4 separate regions of the Gossypium hirsutum genome follow, and regions 2, 3 and 4 are each linked to region 1. Evidence: chromatin contacts called from public Hi-C data. All regions are on one chromosome and are shown on one strand. The core of a region is the stretch at or near the end of the contact, and the rest is flanking DNA. Distances in the headings are between cores, read along the strand shown.

The links. Hi-C and Micro-C count contacts between places; a contact is called where the count stands out from the background.
Region 2: a contact with region 1 is called in a Hi-C map of leaf, with 4 times the contacts expected there. The contact joins the promoter of LOC107952169 here to the enhancer-like site in region 1. A contact is called at or near these places in 2 of 34 Hi-C or Micro-C datasets (both in leaf).
Region 3: a contact with region 1 is called in a Hi-C map of leaf, with 3 times the contacts expected there. The contact joins the promoter of LOC107893804 here to the enhancer-like site in region 1. A contact is called at or near these places in 5 of 34 Hi-C or Micro-C datasets (callus and leaf).
Region 4: a contact with region 1 is called in a Hi-C map of leaf, with 2.6 times the contacts expected there. The contact joins the promoter of LOC107952233 here to the enhancer-like site in region 1. A contact is called at or near these places in 2 of 34 Hi-C or Micro-C datasets (both in leaf).

The regions. Positions count from the first base shown.
Region 1 is chrA08:14,597,926-14,604,426 of Gossypium_hirsutum_v2.1, reverse strand. No RefSeq gene overlaps it. Among protein-coding and RNA genes, the nearest start is that of LOC121205338, 82 kb to the right of the region's middle. Within about 2 kb of position 3,721, at least 9 of the 9 cell types and tissues checked have an H3K27ac peak or open chromatin away from gene starts, as enhancers often do. A contact at or near this core is called in leaf, where this site is marked.
Region 2 is chrA08:13,805,374-13,811,874 of Gossypium_hirsutum_v2.1, reverse strand. LOC107952169 (LEC14B homolog) reads left to right here and starts at 3,646. Exons shown (of 11, transcript XM_016887468.2): 1 at 3,646-3,800; 2 at 4,485-4,592; 3 at 4,688-4,899; 4 at 5,008-5,127; 5 at 6,259-6,336. The coding sequence starts at 4,562.
Region 3 is chrA08:15,371,199-15,377,699 of Gossypium_hirsutum_v2.1, reverse strand. LOC107893804 (E3 ubiquitin-protein ligase MIEL1) reads left to right here and starts at 2,876. Exons shown (of 9, transcript XM_041074502.1): 1 at 2,876-3,197; 2 at 3,284-3,371; 3 at 3,935-3,978; 4 at 4,093-4,133; 5 at 4,981-5,063; 6 at 5,155-5,246; 7 at 5,711-5,749; 8 at 6,270-6,415. The coding sequence starts at 3,136.
Region 4 is chrA08:14,067,143-14,073,643 of Gossypium_hirsutum_v2.1, reverse strand. It overlaps LOC107952233, which reads left to right and starts at 2,390. Exons shown (of 8, transcript XM_041075886.1): 1 at 2,390-2,647; 2 at 2,778-3,079; 3 at 3,253-5,330; 4 at 5,415-5,684; 5 at 5,791-5,871; 6 at 6,028-6,121; 7 at 6,211-6,277. The coding sequence starts at 2,583. TRNAP-AGG (transfer RNA proline (anticodon AGG)) reads right to left here and starts at 2,327; the gene lies at 2,256-2,327. It overlaps TRNAP-UGG (transfer RNA proline (anticodon UGG)), which reads left to right and starts at 2,098; the gene lies at 2,098-2,169.

The sequences.
Region 1 (6,501 bases), core at 2,472-4,971:
ATTAAGCTTGTTTAATTTGATATACTGTAGATAGTTAGTGGGCTACTTTAGCTGATTATACTAAGGCTTTTAGTTGGAGTGAAACTAAAGCCTATAGGACCTTGAAACTGTAGAGGATTTACGAAAATAACTTTCTTTTTAATACTTTCATAAAACATTGGCTTAATTATTGAAACTAATTAAAACTTTGTAAAATTTCTAATCTAGATAATACGTGAATCAATGATGAGTGCTAGAAGAGGTGCAAGAGGCCGTGGTCGAGGCTGCGAGGTGTTAAGGCTGAATCGTCGGTATCGGGCCATATTGTGACAGTCCTAATTTGACCCTAGTCGGAAAGTGGTTTTAGAACCACAAAACCGAGTCACAAAAATAATTAACCGTTATATTTTATGCTTATTATATGTGAAAATGCATGTGTGAAAGTTTCATGCTTTGATTTTGTCATTTGTATGTGAAATTTGTTAAATAGGACTTATATGAGACATTTTGAAATATGATAGGTTATTTTTGTAGAGGCCAAATAATTGATGGTGTAAATAAGTGGATTTGCATGTCAAATATCCAACTTTAGTTATAGTGGCCGGCCATGATAATGATGGTAAGTAAAATATGTGTTGTATAATAATATTATATGGTAATGGTTTAATTTATGAAATAAAAAAAATTAAGTAAATTAAGAAAGGATAATAGAAAAACAAAAGAAAAACAAAATGTTGGTTCTTCCTTAGTAGCCGAACTTTAGAGAAGAAAAGGGGATATAGCATTCGGCCATCTTAAGCTTAAAACAAGGTTAGTAATTCATGTTAGATTTTGAAATTTTAGCTTATTTTAAGTTAGTAACTAAGTTCCTTACTTAGCCCATGTTAAAATTTTGGATTTGGGTGGTGAATGGAGCATTCGGCCATGGTTATTAATGAAGAGATTTGATTATTTTCTTTATGTTTTGATGAATAAATGTTGATGAGAGAAGTTTGAATTAGTTAAAAAATTTTATAGTATTTATATGTGTAATAGCTGAACTTGGACTTGTTTAGTTACTTGAATAAATGTTTTGTAGTTAAATGCTAAAATGTGAGTATTGCCGTTTTAGATGATTTGAAAAGAATAGGGTAGATGTTTGAATGTCTAAAGGTTCGGTATTGTACATGAATTCTAATGGTATGATTTTGTAAATGCTGAATGAGCTATAGGAGTTCGAAAATGGCTTAATTTTCATGTTTAAATTCGGTTATATCCGATCATGGTTGGAGTTATTTTGATATGCATAGTATAAGGTATGTATAATTTGTGTTTTGGTTGCATAATTATATTTGGTTAATGATATGAATAGATTATAAATAGCATTAAGTAAGCTTGATATATGGACAATGAATATATTTGGATTGAGATTATGCTTAAGTGAAATTATAGATATGTGATGAAATTGATTTGTGATATACATGTTTAAAAAATATGAATTCAAAGAGTTGTGAAATAGTAAATTGTAGTAAATCTACTTGGGACAGCAGCTGTAATGTGATTTTGGAAAATCACCATAAATTGTGAGAGTGGAGTTAGAAGCTGAATAAACTATGCAATTAAAGCTTAATGAGTCTAGTTTCAAATGAAATCAACGAGAACATATTTTGACTTCTGTACAATTAGAAATTTGATTCGTAGTAAAGGGTGGTCAGATTAGTCAAACAGTGAAACAGGGGAAATTTTAAGAAAAATCTGGTATTTATTGGCCAAACTAAAAATTTTGAAAATTTTATGGATAAAAGATATATGAGTCTATTTTCAGGGAAATTTTACGGCAATTGATTTGGAATTTCGTAGCTCCAGTTATAAATAATTTGGTGACTGTTGCTCAGGAAGACAACTTATTGTGAATTTCTGATTATGTGGTTAACATTGATAAAAATTTGTTAATGAGTTGCTTAATGTTTTCTTAAAAACTTACTATGATCTATATGTGTGAAAGTCAAATATATATATTATATTTCTGAAGTAATGCTTGAATAGTCGAATAATGACTAGTTTAAAATTTTTGAATTTAAGCTCAAGAGCAAAGAGGGTCGAAGTTGGATAGGGGAAAAGAGAAAGTAATTGAGTAGCCTTTCCGCAACCGTTCAAGTATATCCGAGGTAAGTTTTGAATAGTCACATTTAGTACGTAATTGATAATGTCTTGATATGTGTATGATAACTGTACTACGATCTATTGAATCTATTTGAATATAGTTGATTGACAAATAATTTATGTTTAAGCTCCTCCCATTGTAACTGGCTTCCAATTTTCTCAGGTCTTCGTATGTTATGGGGGGTTTTGACCTGGTATGTATGTTTGTTTTTGTTTGTGTTTTAAGTTACTTATTTCCTAATTTTTCTTTCAAATTTTTATTAATCTGCTGAAATGGTAAACCCCTTGTAAAAGGATAAAATCTCCTTACATGATCATCATCCCTCACCATTCTGCCAACATAGAAGGGTTAATGGGGAGTTTTTTTTTTTTTGGTGAAATGAAATCTCTGCTCGTAAACATCCTCAGTTTAAAAAAGTGAAAAAGTACAGATCAAACATTTCAAAGGATTTTATTCAAATTTATTTATTTTATAAACAACAATCCTTACATTTACAGTCTAATTCCAATTATAAAGATAAATATTACAAAGATACAAATTTAATAAAAAAATTGCATTTAAAAAAAAATTGCATCTGTAACAATTTGAAAGGCATTTATTTGAACGCGTGTAATATCTCAGATTTAGAATTTAAGATGTATCCTAAAATCAAATTAAAAAAAATAGATACTCACTTTGAATAGATTTATTATTTTAATCACTAAAAGTTTTTGTTCCGCTCTAAATTTAGTATAAATTATCCATTAATTCCGTATATGAAAACGCACCTTTAGGTTAAATTTGATTAATTTCTTTTTGAAGTGACTAACGACGGTACACAAAAAATCACAAATAACACGAATCATTTGAATTTTAATGTGATTTGAAATTTGAAGTTTTTAAAAAAGTTGTAATAAAATCATTTCCAAGTTGACAAAATGTGGAAAAATAACATAAAATAATAGCAAGTCGACCCAAAAAAAAATGTAAATCAGAGTATTTTAAAAGAAATTGATAAATTTTGGGGAAGAACAACTTCGAAGGAGAATAATAGTTGAAAATAAATAAGGAAAAGCCTCAGATTAGCATATTGGCACATTCATCAAAGCAAACAACAACCCATGTAGATGGATCTACACGGTGCGCTTTATTTGTTGTTGCAGCTCTTGCCCATTTCTTCTCCTCATCAGCCTTTTTTTTTCCCAAATCGTAATAAATAAATTAAACAAAAACAAATCCACTGATAATTTCCAAAATATTTTCATAAATTTGAAGAAAAAACATTAATAATAAAGTCAGGTAATATTTTCAAAACTCACTTAAAAGCAAGATGGTCGCTAGAAAAATGAAGATCGGTTGCCATCAGCGACTGGAGAAGATGAAATCAAAAGGGAAGATTATATAGAAGCTATGAGGGGATTAGGTTTAGGGGCGTAGGGCTTTTTGATTTTATCAGTTCGAAACTTTGCCGGCCTTTCGGTTAGCGCTTAAAAATTTTGTTTAATTATCTTTGGGCCTTTTCATGTTTTATTAGGAATGTATTTTTCAGGCCTATATACTGCTACCACTGCTATAAACAAAGGAATTGGGTGGGCTCTTCATGCCCAAGGGACTCCTCATTGCTTCAAATGGGTCCTTCTCTATGATTTTATGGTTAGGTCTCTCTCCCACAAATACTAAATTGATAGATCCAATCTCACGTTTTCTTATATATATCTATGATTGAAGAAAGAAGCTCTTTGCTTTGTAGTTGATTGAATCATATACTCTTTTCACAGTTAGAATTTAATCCCAATATTTGCATAAATATTGGGGAGCAGACACTAAGATAGAATAAGCCCATTAATATGCCCAATGTCTCTACTACAATATGATGATAGATTATTCCTCCCAGAATAAAAAGACTAAAATCTTCCACGTCTCTTGTTGGATTTATAGATTGTACCTTTCCAATTAGCCCATATGGGTCGAACACCCATATTTCAAGACCATACAATCATGTTACATAAAATGCACCAAATCCAAAGCAAGCCACTTTTGAGAGAGAAAAATGAATTCTAAAAATCTTAGGCAAATCCAAAGAAGGTTTTCCTATGCCCTCATCACAAAATTTTTTAGATACTAATATACCCAATGCCAGATAGCTACTAAGAAGCATAAGCTAGAAAACACAATATGTACTTTGGCCACACCTTCGTAATTCCAAATACCCATATTTGTTATAGTCCCTCATATAATACTCCAATCACCCCATAGATTGGTTATTAGGGAAAAAAAAGATATGGAAATTAATTCCCAACAAATAAAAAATAAATGAGTGTGAGAGTCAAATGATTCGAAAGGTTCATGTTTGGTTTGGAAGGAATCATGAATTTTTTGAAATAAAAAAAAGAATGAAAATATAATCTACTTTAATTAAGTGATTTATTAGATAATCGAAAAGAGAGGATCTTGAATACTATTTAAAATTCATAAGAACTATGTCGTGGTTGGCTATTGAACGGCTGGAAAAGGCTTGGGTTTGCTTACAGAAAGTAGAAATGGAGGTGGATCAATTTGAGTGAATAGATACTCTGAGATAGAACGGGAAAAATTAAATTTGATTGATTCAACTTATAAGATTTTAGGACAATTAAAAAATTAAAAAAATGAAACTATTTATTTGAACAACAAAAAGCGATTAATCAAGTTCAATAATGAATTTTCCAACAAACTTTACAAGGAGCTCTAGGAACTTTGAATAATTCTTTAAATAGTGAATTACATTTATGCACCATAGCGCTAATATTGACTTGTTTGGGGGTGATGAAAGAAATAACCCTCCCAACAACATTGTCTTTAATATTCTAACTTTGAATTTTCTCCCTAGAGTGCAATGTTATTTACAACTACATCCAACACTTGCTGGTGTAATCCAAAAATTTAGTTCATCTATTTTTTAATTTAATAACTAAATTCTAATTTATAATATTGCTAGAGATTAGATTATGTAGTATTTTATAAATCCTTGGAGAAGAGTGCAACAGTGCGGCCTCGCTGATGGGCTCAATCCTTGGAGAAGAGTGTGGTCCTGCTTTAACAAACCCATTTATGGCCAACCATTGGGGTGGGGAGGAGAGAAGGAGGACCACCCACAAATATTTATCCATTTATTCAACTTTCGTATTAAAAAAGTTGATAAAAACTGCTCCTATCCTACAGTTGAAGTTGATAACTCAATTCCAAAGCTAACATTTGGTATAAACGGATCCACGAGACTGATGTCTGATGTTTGCACACTTTACCATTGTAGCAAATGAAATGATGCTACGCTTTAACAATATTTTGCACCCCACGTTAGTTGGTCCTTGATTTATGAGCATTTATCACCCAAATCTAGCTCCTTTATTTCTTCAAATCCAATGCCTTTCACCAACTTTCCCAATTTTGGTACCAACAATTTTAATGTCTCCCATGTAGTTTTATGCCCATCTGTGAAAAAGTGAAAATCAAATTAATATACCCATATTTATATTAAAAAAAAACTATATGCCAGGACAAGCTTTTCTTTTGGAAAATACCCATATTTATATATTATTTTTACTAATTTATTTATGTTTTTCTGAATATATTTAATTAATAGTATACATATAGACAAAAAAAAGATATAGTTATGGATGTATATATATACTGCGTCGCTATGAAAGATACAAACAGTTTAAATTTAGTGAGAAAAGAAAAGAGCGTACATATCATTAAAAAGAAAGAAGAAAAGAGTGTACATATGTGCATGTGAAAAGTAGATATTTTATTTGGGATATTACTACTTTTTCAGTGAGTTTTGTTTGAAAACATAGTTAAAATTAATTATTTATCTTTTTAAAAATTTTATATTACGATATAGATAATTTATTTTAAAATATATAAAAAATGTAGAAAATAATTTAAGATTTGATTAAAATAACAAAATTGAGACATAAGGAATACTCGGGAAATATGCTATGTTTCAATATACTTCAACATTATATAGATGAAAATGTTTAGATTTTAAGATTTCAATATGCTTCAATATTATAAATATAGACACATTATATAAATGAACAATTTCCTGAGAATTTTAATATGTTTCTAACAATTTAAATCGTTCAAGAATTTTAATATAAACTTTACTATACAGTAATTCATAAAAGGTTGTAACAACAACTATTAGACAAAAGTTAAATCTTTTATGAATTGTCAGTTTAATAATATATCTAAAGGTTATTGTATCTGTAACACCCCTAACCCGTGTTCATCGCCGGATCAAGGTTTTGAGGTTACCGAAACATTCAAAACATTTTTACCAAGATCATTCATAACGTCCCTTGATCGAGCCCTCGAGGCCTAATATGAGCATTAGAATCGAGTTGGGACTTAATCGA
Region 2 (6,501 bases), core at 2,397-4,896, 790 kb after region 1:
GTCAGTGTAAGACCATGTCTGGGACATGGCATCGACACGACTATACGAGAACTAGTGTAAGACCATGTCTGGGACATGGCGTCAGCCTCAATGACGATAGTCAGTGTAAGACCATATCTAGGACATGGCATCGACTTGAGACATGAGTCAGTGTAAGACCATGTCTGGGACATGGCATCGGCATTATACCCTATGTTTGAGGCTTAGAGAATATCCGATAGTATTCCAAATGGTTCAACAGTGAGAGTTATAGTTTAAGTTAAATGAGAAAAGTATAACCATGTTGTGAGTGGTACAGGTGCATATTTGAAATGTTGAGATATGAGCTCAATGTATACTATGTGAATTGTATTGGATAGTGATGAGTAAGTTGTGTTTGTGCCTTCTTTTGTATTATGAACATGTTGATGAATGGTAGAGTTGTTGTTATATTTAATTGCATGCAACTTACTAAGCTTAATGCTTACTCCTTCTCCTTCCCATTTTCTTATAGTTCCGACTAATTAGCTCGAGGATCATCGGACATTGGAGGCATTGATCACACTATCAACCGAAGCACTTGGTATAGTTGGTTTTATTATTTGAAGTATGGCATGTATAGGACTTAGACTTTGATGTTTGTGTCTTGTTATATGGGCCAAATGTGTTGGCTTGGGATGAATCCCTTCATGTATTAAGCCTTGGAATGATGGCTAGGGTTCATGATTGATGTATGCAAATGATGATATTTTCATGAATGAGATATTGCCTTGTGTGGCTGATTTCTACCTTGTATTTTTGAATGGATATTATCATAACTATATTGTCCACATAGGTAGATACACGGGCGTGTGTCTAGGCCGTATGTGACACACGGCCAGCCCCATGGGCGTGTTGTCCAGCCATGTGTCCCCTGCACGTAAAATTCGCAAGTCAGTATACATGGTAGTAAACACGTGAACGAAGACACGGCAATGTGTCTCAGCCGTGTGAAGCGCACGGCTTAACACACGGGCGTGTGCTTTGGCCGTGTGGCCCTTAAGAGTTACTGACGTCAGAAATAGAATGTCTAGGTTTTTGCACACGGGCTAGGACACGGGCGTGTCATGGCCGTGTGAGGGACACGGGCCCGGGCACGGGCGTGTATCAGACCGTGTGAAAACCCCTATAGGTTCGAAGTGGAAATTAATTCCACACGGGTGAAGGACACGGGCGTGTCCCTAAGTGCTTTGGCCGTATGAACCATACGGGCCATCAACACGACCATGTTGAAAAGGTCATACGGGCGTGTTGCCTTTCTCACACGAGCGTGTGCCCCTATGTCATGTGTTATTTTTTAGAGTTCTTTAAATGACCCGAATTGGTCCCGAATGGTTTTAAATGAATTATTTGGGCCTCGTAAACCCACATTAAGGAGTTTTTGGTAAAGTTTGGAAAAGTTTTAAATTTGACCATTTCTTGGTGACTCGGAAACGTGAGAATGTATGTGTTCAAGTTTAAGTAACGCCTCGTATTCCGTCCCGACGTAAGGTACGGGTGTGGGGTGTTACAAGAGGACCAGTTAGAAATAGACATGTTTAAATCATATTGCATGTAATTTCCATGCTACACATCCATACTTGATCTATGTCATTTGATTGTGTTAATATACGTGATCATAGATGGATTTAGTTACGATATATGTAACGAAAGTCGCATTGGTTCTATGTTAACATAATTAATGGACAAGATTGTTCGGAATGCCTTTTGGATATGATAGTAAAATTTTGAACTCATAAGGTTGTATAATGACATGTAATTATAGTGTAATTAGTATATATATGTGGTCCAAGTGGGAGATCGTTGGAAAATATGGGCATCACATATATAATAAAGGTAATTACATGTTATTATTTACTATCATGATAAGTTAGCTCAAATTAAAAGTGATCTAATTTGGTTAGAATTTTATTGGGCTTTAATTATTAAATAAAGTATGTGTTAAATATGTGTAGATACTCTAATAATTGAATTCTAATCAAATTTTAATTAATGATGGGCTAATTAGGAACTAGAACTAATATGCCAAGGTTATAAATATTAGGGTTATGGTCTCCAAATTACACAATAAGATATCTTTTCTAATATCTCATTATTAAGAAAGATAGAGCAGATATTCTCTAAATTTCTTGTGTGCTAATTTGAAAGATCAAATCCTCAAGATCCAGTAAAACTTTAAGGAATTCATGGATTCAAATATGTTTTCGCATATAGTTTTATTCTTGATTTATTCTTGATGATTTGACATGATAAATCCTAGTTTATTCAGTTTTATTTTAGATTTATTTTACAAATCTAACAATATTTACTAAAAATAATTATATTTGTAATAATTATTTGATTTTATGAATAAAAGAGTTATTAATTAAAAAGATAAATTAAAATAAAATAAAAAACTTGAAACGATATGAAATAAAAATTAAAAATGTGTTTAGAAAATGAGAATTGAACTTGAGTCTCAATGATGAAAGCATTATTATTTAACCATTCAACCGAAGAAGCTAACATGAAATAAAAAATATAAATATAAATGGGAGAGGAATAGAACTTGAGACCTAAGAACAAAACCATCTAACATTTAAACATCTAATCAAAGATACTAATAATAAAAAAGTTAAAAATTGCTACTTAGGGCCAGTTCTTCATTGCTTTTGAAAAGTACTTTTGAAAAGTGCTGTGGAAAAGTGCTTTTGAGAAGTACTTTTGAGAAGTGTTTTAGAAAAATTTAAGTGTTTGATATTGCTGTCAAAAAGTGCTTTTGAAAAGTAAAATGTCCATTTTAGACATGATATTATAAAGTAACAAATATGTATTTAAATAATGTTCAAATTAGTTAATATTATGATATTTTAGTAAAAATATAAAAAAATAATTTATTATAACTTATTGTTAATATTTTAATATATAATATTAATTTTAAATATTTCTAAGTAATTAATATTAATTATTTATTAAATTTAATTAGAATATATAAACTATATTTAAATATAATAATTAAATATTTGTAATTAGATATTAACACAATTATATTATTTTAAAAAATATTTTTTATTTTTAATTAATGCTTTTAACACATTTGTAAAAATCATATTAAATAACCAAGAAAGAAAACACAAAATAATAACATCAAACACATTTTAAGTCAAAAAGTAAAGTTAAAAAGGTAAAATAACAGCCAAAAGTACTTTTTGGCTGAAAAAGTTAAAATTTACTGCTTTTTCATCTCTAAAAAAGCTCATCCCAAAAGTTAAAAAAGTTGCCCCAATAATATGTGTTCTTCATTGTTTTTAAGAGAAAAGTATTTTTTTTAAAAAAATTCATCCCAAAAGTAATGAAGAATATACCCTTTAAAGAAAAGCGCGTTCAGCTAAACGTACATTCTTATAAATTATGTAAAAATACGCTAAACTAAACACGCTTTTAAACTCTTTCTTAGAAACAACATATTTCTCTAATTAAAGTTAAAATCCGCGATTAAAAAATAAAATTGGCGTATAGGCCTTGTTTAGCCACATACGAGATGCAGATTTAACTTTTAAGAGAAATAAATACAATACAAAAGGCCATTACAAATGAACACGTGTGAAGATGTAAAGGGATTAGGTGTGCACATTGCGGCCGCTCAAATCATCAACCACCCTAACTCGTGACTCAGAATATATGTAATTTTCCCCCAATAAGAAAACAAATAAAATATAAACATTACGGGCTAACTGTTAATCTCAGTCTGACTGAATCTCAGCAAAATCCAAGGCTTCAACACTCCGTAACACAATTATTAGGTAAAGCTAAGCCTTCACACTTCACTCTTATCCACTTTGTCTTAAGTTTTCTTTTAATTTTTATTTATTTTTTTATAATCATTCCTTTTACCATGCAGCTGCCTTCTTAGTTGTTACTTGTATGTTCAAGAAATTTTGGGTTTTCCTTTGTTTGACGGTCGAATCATTGGATGCTCTTTTTGTTTTGCATGTATTCTGTTCTTTCCTGACAATTTGAATTGGTGCTCGTAATTGTGACAAATTCTAAGTCAGTATAGATGAAAGTTTGCCTTTTGTTTTGTATTTAGAATTGGTTTTTTTTTTATTAATAAACGAATTGGGTTTGGTTTAATTCCTAGCTTATGCTTATCACTCAATTCAACGTGATAGAGGACACAAAGATGTTATATTTAGTTATGATCCTAACCAGAGTCAATTAACACTTGTCTTAATTTTGGGCTTTTTCTACTCTTTTTATTGGTATGCATGTGATTTCAACCGGGTCAGTTAACATGATTTGTCAATTACAAATCTCTTTTTGTTTTTCTATATGTTTTTTCTTTTTCTTTTCAGGTTTGAAATATTAAGAACTGAACAAAATATCCTTTGATATGAAGGTTTACTAGATATGTACATATATGTAGGAGTGTTTATGCACATGTAAAAGTTTCTGTAGTGCTTTTATATTGAAAATGTTTGTTACAGCCTGTGGGTTGCCATTGTTGAAATGGGGTATGCCATGAGTAGGCTGGAGATAGAATCTGAGTTGTTTGAAGGCGGTAATGTCACCAGTGAAGCTGGTTGCAGTAACAGGTCCGACAAACCATTCTGTAAAGTAGACCACGAGATTGCCCAGCTTACAAACCTTAAATCAGTGCCTAATGAACGATTGCATCAACTCATGCCAGGAAAGAAAAAATTACCTGTTTCCCCAGTGAAAATGTTGGCAGGTCGAGAAGGTAATTATTCAAGAAGAGGAGGATTCTCATCAGCAGATCGTTGTCACATGATTAGCCGATATTTGCCGGTAAATGGTCCTTGGCTTGCGGACCAGATGACCAGCCGAGCCTATGTTTCTCAATTTTCAGCTGATGGTTCTCTATTCGTTGCTGGGTTTCAGGTAGTGTTGCTTGTCTTATATCTGATCATTGATCGGATTGACATTGAATTCATTGGACTGTAGCTAGTAATTGGCTTGATTTGATTTGATTGTGAATTTTGGTTTCAGGGAAGCGATATTAGAATATACAATGTGGATAGAGGCTGGAAAGTTCAGAAGAACATTCTTGCCAAAAGTTTGCGTTGGACTGTTACTGACACATCCCTTTCCCCTGATCAGCGCCATCTTGTGAGTTCTTACTGGATATGGTTAATTAATATTTGCATATATGAGATGATTCAGTGATATCCAATCATGTTTTTAATTTAAACAAACTTTGTGATGTGAATGGAATTTACTGCTGGAATGAATCCCCTCCCCCTGAGATGATTCAGTGATATCCAATCATGTTTTTAATTTAAACAAACTTTGTGATGTGAATGGAATTTACTACTGGAATGAACCCCCTCCCCCTGGGTCTAGTTTTAACATGTGCTCAGTGTTTTCCTTCATGTCAACGTGAATTTTTTTTTATAGCAACTATATTTGACATGGCGAGACTGTCATTGCAAAATATGAAATGGATATTTTTTTATAAGATAACACATTTCAAGCATTAAATGGATTAAAATCATCCTCCTTCGTGCAGTAAGGGGATTTAAAATCATCCCACTTCATGTCGCACTATGCTTAAATTTTTGAGGATTCTGATATCACTTTAGGTTTTGTTACAAAGATTCATGGTATCATACAGGCTGTCGTGGTCTCACTCTCTGCATGACATGACAAAATAATTCCTGATAAAACGTTATTCTCTGGTTTCCTGATCCTTTCTTTTGCATTCTATAAGTGAAAAATTATATGACCTTATGCGGAAGAATGAAACCACAAATAAATCACTTTTCTGCTTCTCTGCATGTGCCCCTGTTCATGCCTGAATTGTCTTCTCATCTGTTGCTTTAATGTTCAAGTTCTCGTATAATGGTTTTATGCACTGATAACTAGGTTGGTAGTGTGTGGCAACCAGACTACTCCTTTTTCATTTGCTCACCTAAGTCAACCTACGAAGTACATAAAATGGGGAAGATTAAAAATTAAAGGAAAAAAGATGGAAAAAGACTTAAATGAAAAGTGAGAAATGCTAGTTGAGTAAATCACCAGAATCTGGGTTTAAAGGACATGAACTTAGACTAATTTCTTCAAACTACAAATAAAGGAATGTCTTTGTACATGTGGATTTTTATTTTCTATCTCGCCATTGTTTATTTTATTACACATTAATATTGTTGGCACTCAATGAGTCAAATGTTTGTTTCTCAATGGCCTCAAATTTCATGTTTGGTGCGGATATCTTAATCAAATATCTATTCCTTGTTTCAGGTTTATACCAGTATGTCACCCATAGTCCATATTGTTAATGTTGGGTCTGCTACCACGGAATCCCTTGCAAATATAACAGTAAATTCTCTACTTTTTAGTCTTTAAATTTGAGTAATTAACTATTAGATACATGTATATCTTAAAAGGGAGATTGACTATAGTAACTTTGTCGTTTGAGGTTGAACAACATGAGATATTATGATTTGAAGATGTTTTTGTATATTCCTTGAAACATTTTTTTTC
Region 3 (6,501 bases), core at 1,627-4,126, 770 kb before region 1:
CCCGTGTGGCCAACTTGTGTGCCCTAAAAATGGCCACACATTCCTGTGTACCAGGCTATGTGCTAGGCCTTGCCAAACCTGTAAAGTATACTGACTTAGGCCACATGCCCAATCACACTCCCGTGTGGTAGGCCATGTGGAGCATACTGACTTGATTTTTAATTCAACACCAGGGGATACATGACCGTGTATCACACATAGTTGAGAACACGCCCGTGTCTAGACAAAAATAAGCTATTTACCAAGCCATTTTCCACCTAAATTTGAATACACCTACACCAAACCAAATGGCACCAAAACATAGCTTATGTAGCCATTTAAACCAACTAAATCAAGCTTAATTCATGCCAACTCAACTCTATTATCCGCAATATACACAAGTTACAAAATGGACCATTATATTATGCCAAATTTACACATACAATTCAACTAAGTAAACATTTCCAAACATGCATCATTATGCTTAAGTTTACAAGCATATATATTCTCCAATATCAACCATTTGACAACCACAATACCTACTATCAATAAGCATCACAAAGCCAACCTCAATCACATAACATAAGCCATATGCACACATATATATACACAACCAAAACATAAACATTTACAAGCCAATTCAAATGGCTAAATTCATCATCAACTTATATACCAAAATGACCAAAGTTCCTATACATGCCATATATTCCAAAAATATAAATTCAAAAGTACCAAAACGATAGGTTGATAGTGTGATGAAGTCTCCGATGATTCCCAAATCCGAGCTAGCTCTGAAATCACTATAAAACACGGAAAAATAAATAGAGTAAGCTTTACAGCTTAGTAAGCTCATATGATTAATAAGTATAATATGCCTATTCATTCACTATTTAAAGAACATAAGTAACATAAGTATTATATTCAAATCAACGATTTGCACATTGCCATAATTCTGTGTTTAAGTATAAATTCATCAACTTTCACTTACATTTCATATAAACTTATCAATTATCACTTACTGCCAAACTTATCACGAGTACCTGAACTGATCCGTATCATTGCCTATATCCTCGTACCATCATCTTTTCCCGTTGAACCATTCGGAATAATATCGGATACTAGGGAATCTCGCACCAAAGTGCCACATACATAGCCAACACTATCTCAATCTCATATTACATATTTGCTCACTCTCGAGCTATCAACGAGCCTGCTCACACAAGCTGTTGGTCAAGACATAGTTACACGGTGCTGCTCACACAAGCTGTCAAGTAATCGCAACATTTGCCGGTATACTCAGCCACCAGTAGAACGTACATGACCAGCACCCGGATCACATAATCACAATAACCCTTAATGACATGTCCCTAGTATCCTATCTATTCTCAAGGTTAATCCGGGATTCTCACAGTGTCAATGCTTTGTCGATAGATTTCACAATGTTGTAATATCACAATTATAATATTTAAGCATATAAACACATATAACATTAAGCTTATTAATCATACAAACTTACCTCGGTTTACAAAAACGATGAAATAGATTGAGTAGTCGAGTACTTTGTTTTTCCCTCGGTCTAGATCCAAATTTCGCTTTCCTTGATCTATATGTAATCAAATTTAGATTATTTAATTATCACTCTATTCAATTTAATCCAAAAGCACTTATTAAAGCATTTTATACTTTTGCCCCAAGTATTTCACAACTTTTACAATTTAGTCCTTATTTCATAAGAACACAAATTAATGCAACTTGATATCAACCCATGCTAGTCAAATTTTCCTAGTACATATATCAGCCCATATTATTCATTTATTTCACATTTTAACCACAAAGTTTCCACATTTCACACTTTAAGCCCTAATTTGCATTTTCACTAAAAATCACTTAACAAAACTTGTATAATTATCATCAAACATTCATAATCTATCATCAATCATTAAAATACATGCTTATTCATTAATGGAAACTTCCTAAATCTTTAACAGTTTTGTAAAATAGTCCTTGAGCTAGCTAGACCTAGTTGCAACGATCTCAAAAACATAGAAATAATTAAAAATCGAGTCAAAATCACTTATCAATTAAGCTACTAAGTGACCGAACCCTAAAAAACTTTCATGGCTTCCTTCTTTCTTTGTATTTTTGGTGGAAATGAAGAAAGGATGATGATACATTAAGTTTTCCATCATTTTACTTAAGTTATTTACAAATTACTATATTAACCTTGTTTAAAAACATTAAAATCACTTAATATATGCCCATAATTGTCCACTCACAATTGAAATGGTCTAATTACCACTTAAGGACTCTTACTTTAAGGTTCTATAGCTATTAATACCTTTAGCTATTAGAATATCACTTTTGCACTTTAAGCGATTTAGTCCTTTTTACCGAATTGAGCATTCAAATGATAAAATTTCTTAACAAAAATTTCACACAATCATACTATCATTTTGTAAACATTAAAATAATAATAAAATAATTATTTTGATTTCAGATTTGTGGTCCCGAAACTACTATTCTGATTTGACTAAAAATGGGCTGTTACATCCTTGTGGCGTTATGAGAGGTTGTCATGTGGTACCATCGGATTGGTTAATAGAGTCACATTAGCACAAACTAACAATATTAATGCAAATGTATTAACTTAGTTGACGGAATACAAATTTAATGACTAACTAGATCCAAAAAAATTTAGAAACTAACTAAATACAAATAGACAAATTCAAATATCAAATTATATATCATCTCTTTATTAAATATATAAATGTCAAAATGAGTGAGAAGATAACAACAATCGACGGGGAATGGGTGAAATAAGAAAACATTTAGTGACGCAGGCTGAGGCTAATATCTACTGCTAGCAGTTATTACGGCAACGTCTAGAAGATACCTAAACAAATCCTTTCCTGCAAACGTAAGATAAAAGTGAATTCCGTTGGCATTCAAAAAAAGGAAAAAGAAAACACCAGTTTGATTTACAAGCCTAATAAGGCCGAGCAAACATAATTGACTTTGAAGGCCTAATAGGCCCAATTTAGTAAATTTTATGTTTTCTATGTTGTTCTTAATTTTCAGAAAGGGAAAAAAAAAAGAAAAAAGAAGAGCAAATGTCTCTATTTTGTTCTTTCTTTCTTCGTGTTCCTATTCTAACCAATGGCAGGGGACTCTGTAATTTCGCCTCAGAGAAGCAAAGATTTCGGAAAACTCGACCATGGGTATCTTCTCTTTGCTCTATATTCTTTTTTGTTTCCTTTGGGTTTCAATTTGTTAAATGCTTTTTTTTATTTGTTTTTTCTTTCAGATGCGATCACTACAAGAGACGATGTAAAATCCTTGCTCCTTGCTGTAATAAGACCTTCCCTTGCCGTCATTGCCATAACGAGACCTCAGTACTTTCTCTCCCTTCTCTCGTTTCCCTTTCCCTTTTCATGTTCATTTACGTTTTTTAATTGCCTGCCTTGGTTATATAAATTTATTAATCTTATTGTTTTGGATTGTTTAATTTTTTTTCTTTTAATAATTCTTTTATTTCTTTGTTTAATTTAGAACTCACTTAGCAACCCAAAAGATCATCACGACCTTGTCAGGCAGGATGTCAAGCAAGTATTTTTATTTGACAAAATCACCTTTCATGTTGTACCTTAACATATAATTGTTATAATGGAGTGGAGTTGATGATGTGTCAGGTTATTTGTTCAATTTGCAATACCCAACAGGAGGTATGTCAAGTTGCATTTAATTCTGTGGTAGTAACTGTAAGTGTCTCAACTCTGAAAGTCCATTATTCTAATGTCCAGGTTGCTCAAGTCTGTTCCCATTGTGGGGTAAACATGGGAGAATATTTCTGCGACATTTGTAAATTCTATGATGATGATGTAAGATGATTGCATGTTTATGTTTACTTTTATTCCACTTAAAGAATCATGTTGAGTTTATGTTATGACTGTTGCAGATTACAAAGGGACAATTCCATTGTAATGATCGTGGAATTTGTAGGTTGGTTAGCATGTTGTGTCCGATTGCTTAAGTTTTTTACTTCTTGTTATTGTAACTTGTTTCTGTCTTATATCTTGTCAACTTCTAGTCTGGTCTAATCTGTGGTTTACACAGGGTTGGTGGCCGTGATAAGTTCTTTCACTGCGAGAAATGTGGTAGGCAGTCTTATTACCATTCTTGCTCCTTAATTGATTTAGTTTTAGAGTTGGTTTCTTTTATAGTATTGTATGGAATTTCATGTTATACTTGTTATGGGGCACAATATGCTATTCCTCTTTAAGCTGAAAAGAAATGGAAAAAGATGAAAAGGATAGCTGAATTATAAGTTATTGATATTCATGGTGGTTTGATCATATTAACCAGATGTGATTCTTCTCTAATTTTTATTTATTTAATAGGATTAACCTAAGAAAGCCAAAGGAAATAGCCAAAATCGTAATGATAGATAGCCCTTAAAATCCTTCGTTTCCCTACTGTTGTAATTTTGCGGAGTGCAGCGAAGTATATTGGCTTTATCTGTTGTTTAGATGGCCGTGTTCCAGGGTGTTTATTGAGGTGTGTTGCAGTTCTATAGTCGTAGTGTCCCCTATTTTGTCCATTATCATTTTAAACATAGGGCTCAAAGAGATGACTTCTAAGACATCTGGGGTCCTTTCAATGAGTTTATGACTCCATTAGATAGTTGATGATTTAATGGTGTCCCAAGCTAGTTTACTTCAGACTCCTAAAATTCACTTAGTTGTAGATTTAAGCTGGAGTTTCATGTAAAGGCTAAAGAAAAAGGCATATTAGGGAACCTATCTCTGTACTTGTTATTGTAAACTTTAAATTCTCTTAAGTTTATGGTGAGTATCTCTAAGCATATAGTTGTGCAGTCTTCAAATTAATTTTATGATTCCAGTTTAATTACTCTTAGTATTAGCAGTATCTTCAAAGTTGTTTAATTTCTTGTGGTCATTTTCCTGTATTGCTTTTTCCTTTATGATGTTATCATTGGCACAGGTTCTTGCTATATGGTGGATCTGCGTGACAATCACTTTTGTGTAGAGAATTCCATGAAGTCTTATTGCCCCATCTGTTTTGAGGTTTGAGCTTTGAGAGTTTGACCATTTTCTTCACTTTTCTTGAAATTTCATAAGAATATGTTTTTCCAAGACATTTTTTTCCTGTGTCCAGTATCTTTTTGACTCAGTTAAAAGCACACGCATTATGAAATGTGGACATACAATGCATATGGAATGCTTTTCTCAGATGGCTAAGCAAAATCAGTAAATTCAAATTACTTTGCTAATTGCTTACCTATTTTAATTTTATTTTATTTTTTCAGAATGGTTAAAACATTAACTATATATATATATATTTTTTTTCTCCATTTCACTGGTATAGATGTCCCATCTGCTGCAAGGCAGTACTTGATATGTCTGCCTTCTGGGAAGATCTGGATATGGATGTATAAACCTTCTTCTTTTGATCATCTTATTGCACATTAAGTTTCTACTAGACCTCAGCATATTGTGTGTTACTAATAATTGGTTCTTTTGTTGGATTTTTATATGCCCTTTCCATGGATCTAATTTTTTATTTCAAGGATGTCTGATCTTTCTCTAAAGAACATATTAAATAGATTTTGCTGTAGAAGTTGTTAAGTACTACTTTCAGGATTAACCAACTATTTTACTGTTTCGATAATTTTTGTATGTCATTAATTGGTGATCTTTTTCTTTGTTTACAGATTGATGCTACTAGAATGCCTGCGGAGTATCAATTTGAGGTAGTAAATTATGTAACTTTCTCTTTTTCTTTGCCTGCAGCATACATGCAATTAAAATTGTTGCAGCATATATGCAAACTTTTATAAGTTTTTGCTCTCATTCAGAAATCACGTCTAGTTAGATAATTTCCGTGCCTCTAGAAGGTATCCATCTGTTTCCCAATGTTTGGTCGGGACATAGATGTGTTGTCATATAACACTTCCTTATTTCAAATAGCAGCCAGTCTTTCTTTTTCATGGATGTTAACAGCCGACCCGATTAGGAAATATTCTTCATACTCATTTTTACCCTTTCCAAATGAACATAAAGCTAATAATTTAAGGGTCTACTTTAGCGGGCAAGTTTATGTTATGGTTTCTAGTGCTGTTCCTTCCTATTTAGCTTCTTTCAGGCTAATACTGAGCCACTGTTGCTCTATATGATATAATATCTTCTTCATCATACTTCCGTTCTTGAACATAGTCAAAATGATGTTCAGTTTTATATTTGTACACTTTGTTGAATGTGGTTTTCATGCAGGTTTCAATCCTCTGCAATGACTGCAACAGTACAAGCACAGTCCAGTTTCACGTTCTTGGTCTTAAGTGCAGGAAATGCAATTCTTACAACACCCGCCGGGTTACAGAGCCGGCCAACCATTGCCATACATACTGAAGTTGTAATCGGTTCGTAATGCAACATTTGACACTCTTTTATGCAAAACTCTCTTACAAAAGGTCTTTGTTTAGTTGCATCTATTTCGTTATTGATT
Region 4 (6,501 bases), core at 1,141-3,640, 530 kb after region 1:
CCAAAGCCTTTTAAACTGGGGTGAAGAATTCTCCATTGAACATGAAATTGGATGAGTTTGGAGAAACTGTAGATTTTGTATTTGTTTTAAGCAAAGCAACCCTACAGTCACAAGAGTTTTGTTTACATAAGTCTCTCATACCACAATAACTTATAGCTATTTTTCCTCTTTAATCCTTGATTATCAATTAAATTAACTAATAAGACGGAATATTATTTCTCGCTTCCTACCAATTAAACTCACTCATCTACCATATTTGTATCATATCATATGTATTATTAAATTAAAATTTTCAAAATAATTTAGCGACAATAATTTTTTATTACTTTTAACCTTTGAATTTTTTTTTTTCAAATCATCCTAAAATGGATGGAAAAGTTATCATTTATTAACTTTGTTGATATAGTGTATACGTAGATGACAAACGTTAACTTTTTCAACTATTTCGAGATGATTTGACAAAAAAATTAAATTCAAATGTTAAAAATGATAAAATTAAACGAATGACTAATATAACTTTTTTATAAAATTGAAAGGCTAAAAAAAATTATTATCGCAATAATTTACTTATAAAAAAATATTGAGATAAATGGTTTTAATTGGTAGGGGGTAGATGATGTGATTGATAGTAGTCGTAAAAATAATTTTTCAGATAAGACTTAGGTTTTAGTAAATAAAAGAAAAATTATACACAAAAAAAAAGTGGGTAGTCTATTTCTTTTTTGGAGAAGAAACAGGCATATATATATAATTTTGTTGTTATGATTAGATTTGATGTATATATGTATTTTGATAGAATAGCAAAATGAGATTAAGGGATAGAGCAAGGAGAATGAGATGTTGTTCTCGTTACTTCTCTTCTTGTAATGTTGTTGCCTTGACAAAGAATATTACTGACATCCAATTCAACCTAGTCATATAATATTAACTCATTCCTTTTCCTTTGGAAGGAAGAAAGGGTGTGCATGTAAGAATAGTGGCAGCTTGGAATTTTTTTGTGTGTGAATAAATCTTTTTGTAAATTATTATCGAGTTTCCCTTATTCTTTTATCATAATTTCTCTCTTAAAAATATTCTCATTACTTTTCGATTTAAATTCATATCTCCATGATTTATGAATCATTATTGTAACTGTAAATGCCTTTATTTGGAGTCTAAATTACGAGCTAATATCCAAAGTTTGAAATGTAGGGGGTTTCTTTCTCAAAAATAACTCCATTCCTTGTTATTCCTACTCCTCGTGTGAACAAAGTGTACAACTCCTTGGCTTTCTCTCATCTCTGTCTTTGTCGCCACTATATGATCCAATCTGCTATTTAAAATTGAGGTAAGGTTAAAACTTTGCATACAGAGTAACCAAACTAGACTACTCTTGCGAAATTACAATCAACAAAAATGTATTTATCTCTGAAACATAAAATACACAAGACACTTTATTCACAATAACTCTTTTTTTTTTATCCCGGATGGTTTGCTATGTCTTCTTTCTATAATATTAATGCAACTATTTTTATCTCGAAAAATAAATATAAACACAATTTACTTTTAAGTTTGAAAATATTTTAGGTGAGAGAAAAAGAGAAATGGGTGGGGTATTTATTGTTCACAAATCAACTCATTAAATAGCTTGGTTGGGAAACTTCACAACCTTGAGCTCAATATCCATAAGGGCTGAACACAGTTAACTATATTTTGTAGTACTTTTCCCTTGACATGCTAGCACGGATTCCTTAAATTCAACATCCATGTGTATTGAGATATCTTTAAAAATGTATTTTAAAAATTAAAATTTGAAGACAAATATTTAAATAAATAATATTAAAAAAATTATACTTAGGTCTAAAAACAGTTTAACTTACTTAAATCATTTAAAAATATAAAAGAATAAATAGAATATATTGTATTTATTGTATGAAATACTTTAAATTTTAAATATAATCAAGGTATTTAAATACATGATATTTGACATTATTTTAGACTGCATACATGTAAAAAACCCAGGCTATATTTTGATTTTAAATATATTAATTATGAATGCATATCTCTAGCTAAATGAATAAATGAATTACACTGTTCTGCAGGGAAGCACAACCGTCCGGGCGTTTGGTCTAGTGGTATGATTCTCGCTTTGGGTGCGAGAGGTCCCGAGTTCGATTCTCGGAACGCCCCTTTCTTATTTTACCTTTTTTTTAAATTTTTTTGGCTCAGAGGCGCTGACACGTGGCATATTGGTCAGAGACACAGAAAAAAAACGAGGGGCATTCCGAGAATTGAACTCGGGACCTCTCGCACCCTAAGCGAGAATCATACCACTAGACCAAATGCCCACTTTGTTTGTTTGTCTCAAACAAAATTATTTATAGTTAAGTTTAATTGAATAGTTTCCCGCCTTCAGGTACATTTTTTTGTTATTATTTCCCCTCCAAAAATCAAAACTCAAAAAATCCCAAAATGCTTCTGATGCATAAAAATGGGGTTTTATTATGCCACCATGTTAGCTTTCCCATCCATCATTTAAGAATTTGAGGTTTCCCACCAAATCATCGTTGATCACTGAGAAAAATCCTACATTAACAAATTGAATGGCTGCTGATACACGTTACCTCACTCACACTCTACTCTTTGAGTCTCACTCCCCATCCATCCGGTAATCTTTTTTCCTTTCAATATTCCAATTATCGCCCCCTTTTTTTTTCTACATGATTTTGGGGGATTCTCGTTAATCATCAAGAAAATTCTCAAAGTGTGATCCAAATAAATATTGTTGTGCTTGATAGTCCTGTAAATGAAAATGAAACCCAGTTGGAGAAAGCTTGCTTTGGCACTGAAGTAACGGATAATGATGATGGTGATGAGGAGATGGGTCATGTGGAGGATGTGAAAGCTGAACAAGCAATGTGTGAGCTTGATATGGAAATTGTGCTTGATAGTGAAGATGAAGGAAGTTGTAGAACCGAGACTATAACTCTCTTTAATTGTAGAAAGATCACTGGTGGAAGTGAAAAGAATGTGTCAAAGAAGAGGGAAGGGCAAAGCCCTTGTTTAGATGTTGATTCAATTGACAAACAACTCAGTGCAGGTTAGTCTTTCATTGGTTTTATTTTGTTTTAAATTTTTTATTCAATGTCATTGTACCCCCTTTTTTCTCTTAGCAAATTGAGATCAATATGATTGCTTTGTGTTTATGTTTTGGTTGAATCTTATGGTGCGTAGTAATTATTAGTAAATCATTTTCTGTGGTTTGAATTGAAGGGACGAAAAGATCTTCCAGGGATCATGATAGAAGTGATGAGACAAAGGATGTGCCTCAATTGTCTATAGGTGATCATGAGATTAGAAGGTTGGAATATGTCGATTCTCAGGAACCTGGAGATTCGTCCCAAGCTATTGCACTTTGCTTCGTCGATAACTTTTTGAGCTTTAATAGTGTGGATTTGTGTCAAGGAGTTGAAGAGAGAAGGAGGACTAAATCGCCTTTTGTCTCCAGTGCAAAGGGAACTCGACATTTGGCTAAGATAATCAATCGGGGATCTCCGGTCAAAGAAGTGGGAACCTTTGAATGGTTTGAGAGTTGTCATCAGGGAGAGACTGATTCCTTTAGCAAGAGAATGACAAGGTCTTCTGAATTTGGAGACTTAAGCCATCAAGATCTTCACAATAAAGGGCAAAGAAATTTAAGCAATGAGCATGAAGAGGAGCATGCACGCCGTCATTCACTTTCAGGGTTCAAGGATCAGGGTTTGAAAGCCAGTATCGGGATAGAAAAAGAATCAGAAGGGAATATGGTAAATGGATCTTTTAAGGAGGTGGACGAACTCATGCAGACAAAATCATCATCAGAAAAGTTTGAAGCTAGTGGTACTGCAAGAGACATACCAGACATGTTTGATGTTGGCTTTAGCACCCAAATAGCTGCAGAAGCGATGGAAGCTCTATGTTACGGCCTCCCTCCCAGTTGTAAAGCTTGTGATACATGTGAAGCTGTAGAGGGTGCCCTCACAGATCTTCTGGAAGGTGAAGCAATGAGTAGAACCCATTTGGTGCATCATTCCCTTCAAAAGGTTGCTGCTTGTAAGATAGGAGAAGTTGGAAAAGAGTCAATTCGAAGAAAGCGTTCTGCTAGAAGATATAACAAGAATATTTCTAGTTCATCATGGAATTGTAACTATCAGGAGTTGAGTCACAAACTAAAACCCGAAACATCTAAGAGCAAGCAATCAAAGTCGGATGAATCTGTGAGCCAGAACAACCTAGAAAACTGTGAGACTTATGCGACTGCATTCATTCCTGATGTGCAGAACTTGTGCAGGAAACAATTGTCACAGGATGAACCTATCGTTCATCAAACTAGGCACTGCAAGGGAGGAGCTAATGTAAAAAAGATTAAGGATCAAGTGGATAAACCAAGAGTAATGACCAATAATGTTAAGGAGGGAAGTATGCTAACATATAAGAGAAAGAGGAAGAGCGTGGTTGCTGATCCACCTAAGTTATTGAGTGGCAAGCAGAAATGCACCAAGCTGCATTCATATGCTTCTGCTGAAAATCTTGACGGCAAATTGAGTGAACAACGAAGTAGTCCACAAGAAGCTGCTATAGCCAGATATTTGAGATTAGATACATGGAACTGTCCCAAAGGCAAAAGAACACAACGGAAAGTGCCGATCCATTCCAGTGGAAAGAGTAATATGCATGCTTCATTCACTAGTGTTGGTGCAGAAGAACACAAACTGGATCCTGTCAGAAATAAAAAAATGCCAGAAGATGATGAAACCAATTCTAGTAACTTCAACATGAAAGGACGAATGTGTACTTCCCTCTCTTGGCCTTCTTTAGAAAGTAATTCTGATGAAAGTTTATCAAGACAGAACTGTAAAGAACAAGTTTCAGGCGTTACTACAAACAGTGATCTAGCAGTCCCCAACATAAGAGAAAGTGCTTGGGACTTGGATAGAGTCAATGCCGCCCAAACTGGGAAGCCATATTATGTGGATTCTACATCAATCATCAATGGTTTAAAGAACCATAATTTTGGAGAACCACTGAGAAATACTATTGAACCCTCTGGTAAGGAGTGCATCACTACACTTAGTTGCAAAAAAAGTGTGAATGAGGCATCACTCAACAACAGACCCTACGTATATCACAGGAAACCTTGCAACAAAAACCTACCAAAACCATCACTTTTGAAAGAGCTTATTGGGTTAGGTGTTCCTAAGTTAATGTCTGATTCTACCCACAGAGGCTTCAGAGCACGAAAAGAGCTGGCATATATTCGAGTCCTGTTTAGCCAGCATTTGGATGATGATGTAGTCAAGCAGCAGAAAAAGGTGTAGCCTTTGTTTCTTTTTCAACAACGAGATAATTCATAAATCTAGTCGTAGAATTCTTTGATTTGCTTTTATTTTGAACAGATTGCTGCACGACTGGGTATTTCTATCACATCATGTTCTTTAGATGCCACACATTTCATAGCAGACAAATTTGTGCGTACGAGGAACATGTTGGAAGCCATTGCTCTTGGAAAATCAGTGGTGACTCATCTATGGCTTGATAGCTGTGGGCAGGCAAGTTGCTTACTAGATGAGAGAAATTACATCCTGAGGGACTCCAAAAGGGAAAAGGAAATTGGTTTTAATATGGCTGTTTCATTGGCTCGAGCAAGACGGTATCCACTTCTAAAGGTGGTTGTATGTGGATATCTGATTTATTTGAAACCAGATTAGTTCCTCAGACACTTCTTACATTACTGGAATATCTTGTATGCTGATATCTAATATCCCTTGACAGGACAGAAGAGTCTGCATCACCCAAACTGTTAAACCTAACAAAGAGATGATTGCCAGCTTGGCCAAAGCAGTTGGAGGTGAGGTATGTGTCTCTATCTACCTTAATAGGTAGCCTGCAGCTATCAGTCACTAATGGTGTTCGAATATCGTTGATATAACTTTATCTATATTCCTTTTATGTTTTCTCTATCTAAGGACAATATGGTAAAGTAATGACTTTCTGAGAATTTCTCCTCAGGTAGTTGAAGCAAAAGATCAAAAGATCCCAGATGATCTCTTGATTCTTTCCTGTGAACAAGATCTGGCAATCTGTAAACCTTTACTTGAGAAAGGTTTTTACACCATTATCATGATGTCCCGTTTCTTTCTAATAAATGATTACTCAGCTTTGTGGTAATTGAACAAGTTTACTTTAATGCAGGAGCAACAGTGTATAGTTCAGAGCTTCTGTTAAACGGGATTGTCATCCAAAAATTGGAATATCAGAGGTAAATGTATTGGAATTTATATAATAAATATTATCCCCGAATCTGCCCATCTTGGCCGTGTGTACAGGCCTGTTAAGATAATCTGAAACTGTGGTTTACTTAGCTAAACTGATCAGGGCCATCATTCTGATAATTGCTTGGCATAGTATTTGAGCTCATTCTCACATTTAAGATCATCTAAATTTCCCCACATGCTAGTCATATGAGCACCTAATTTTGAACCA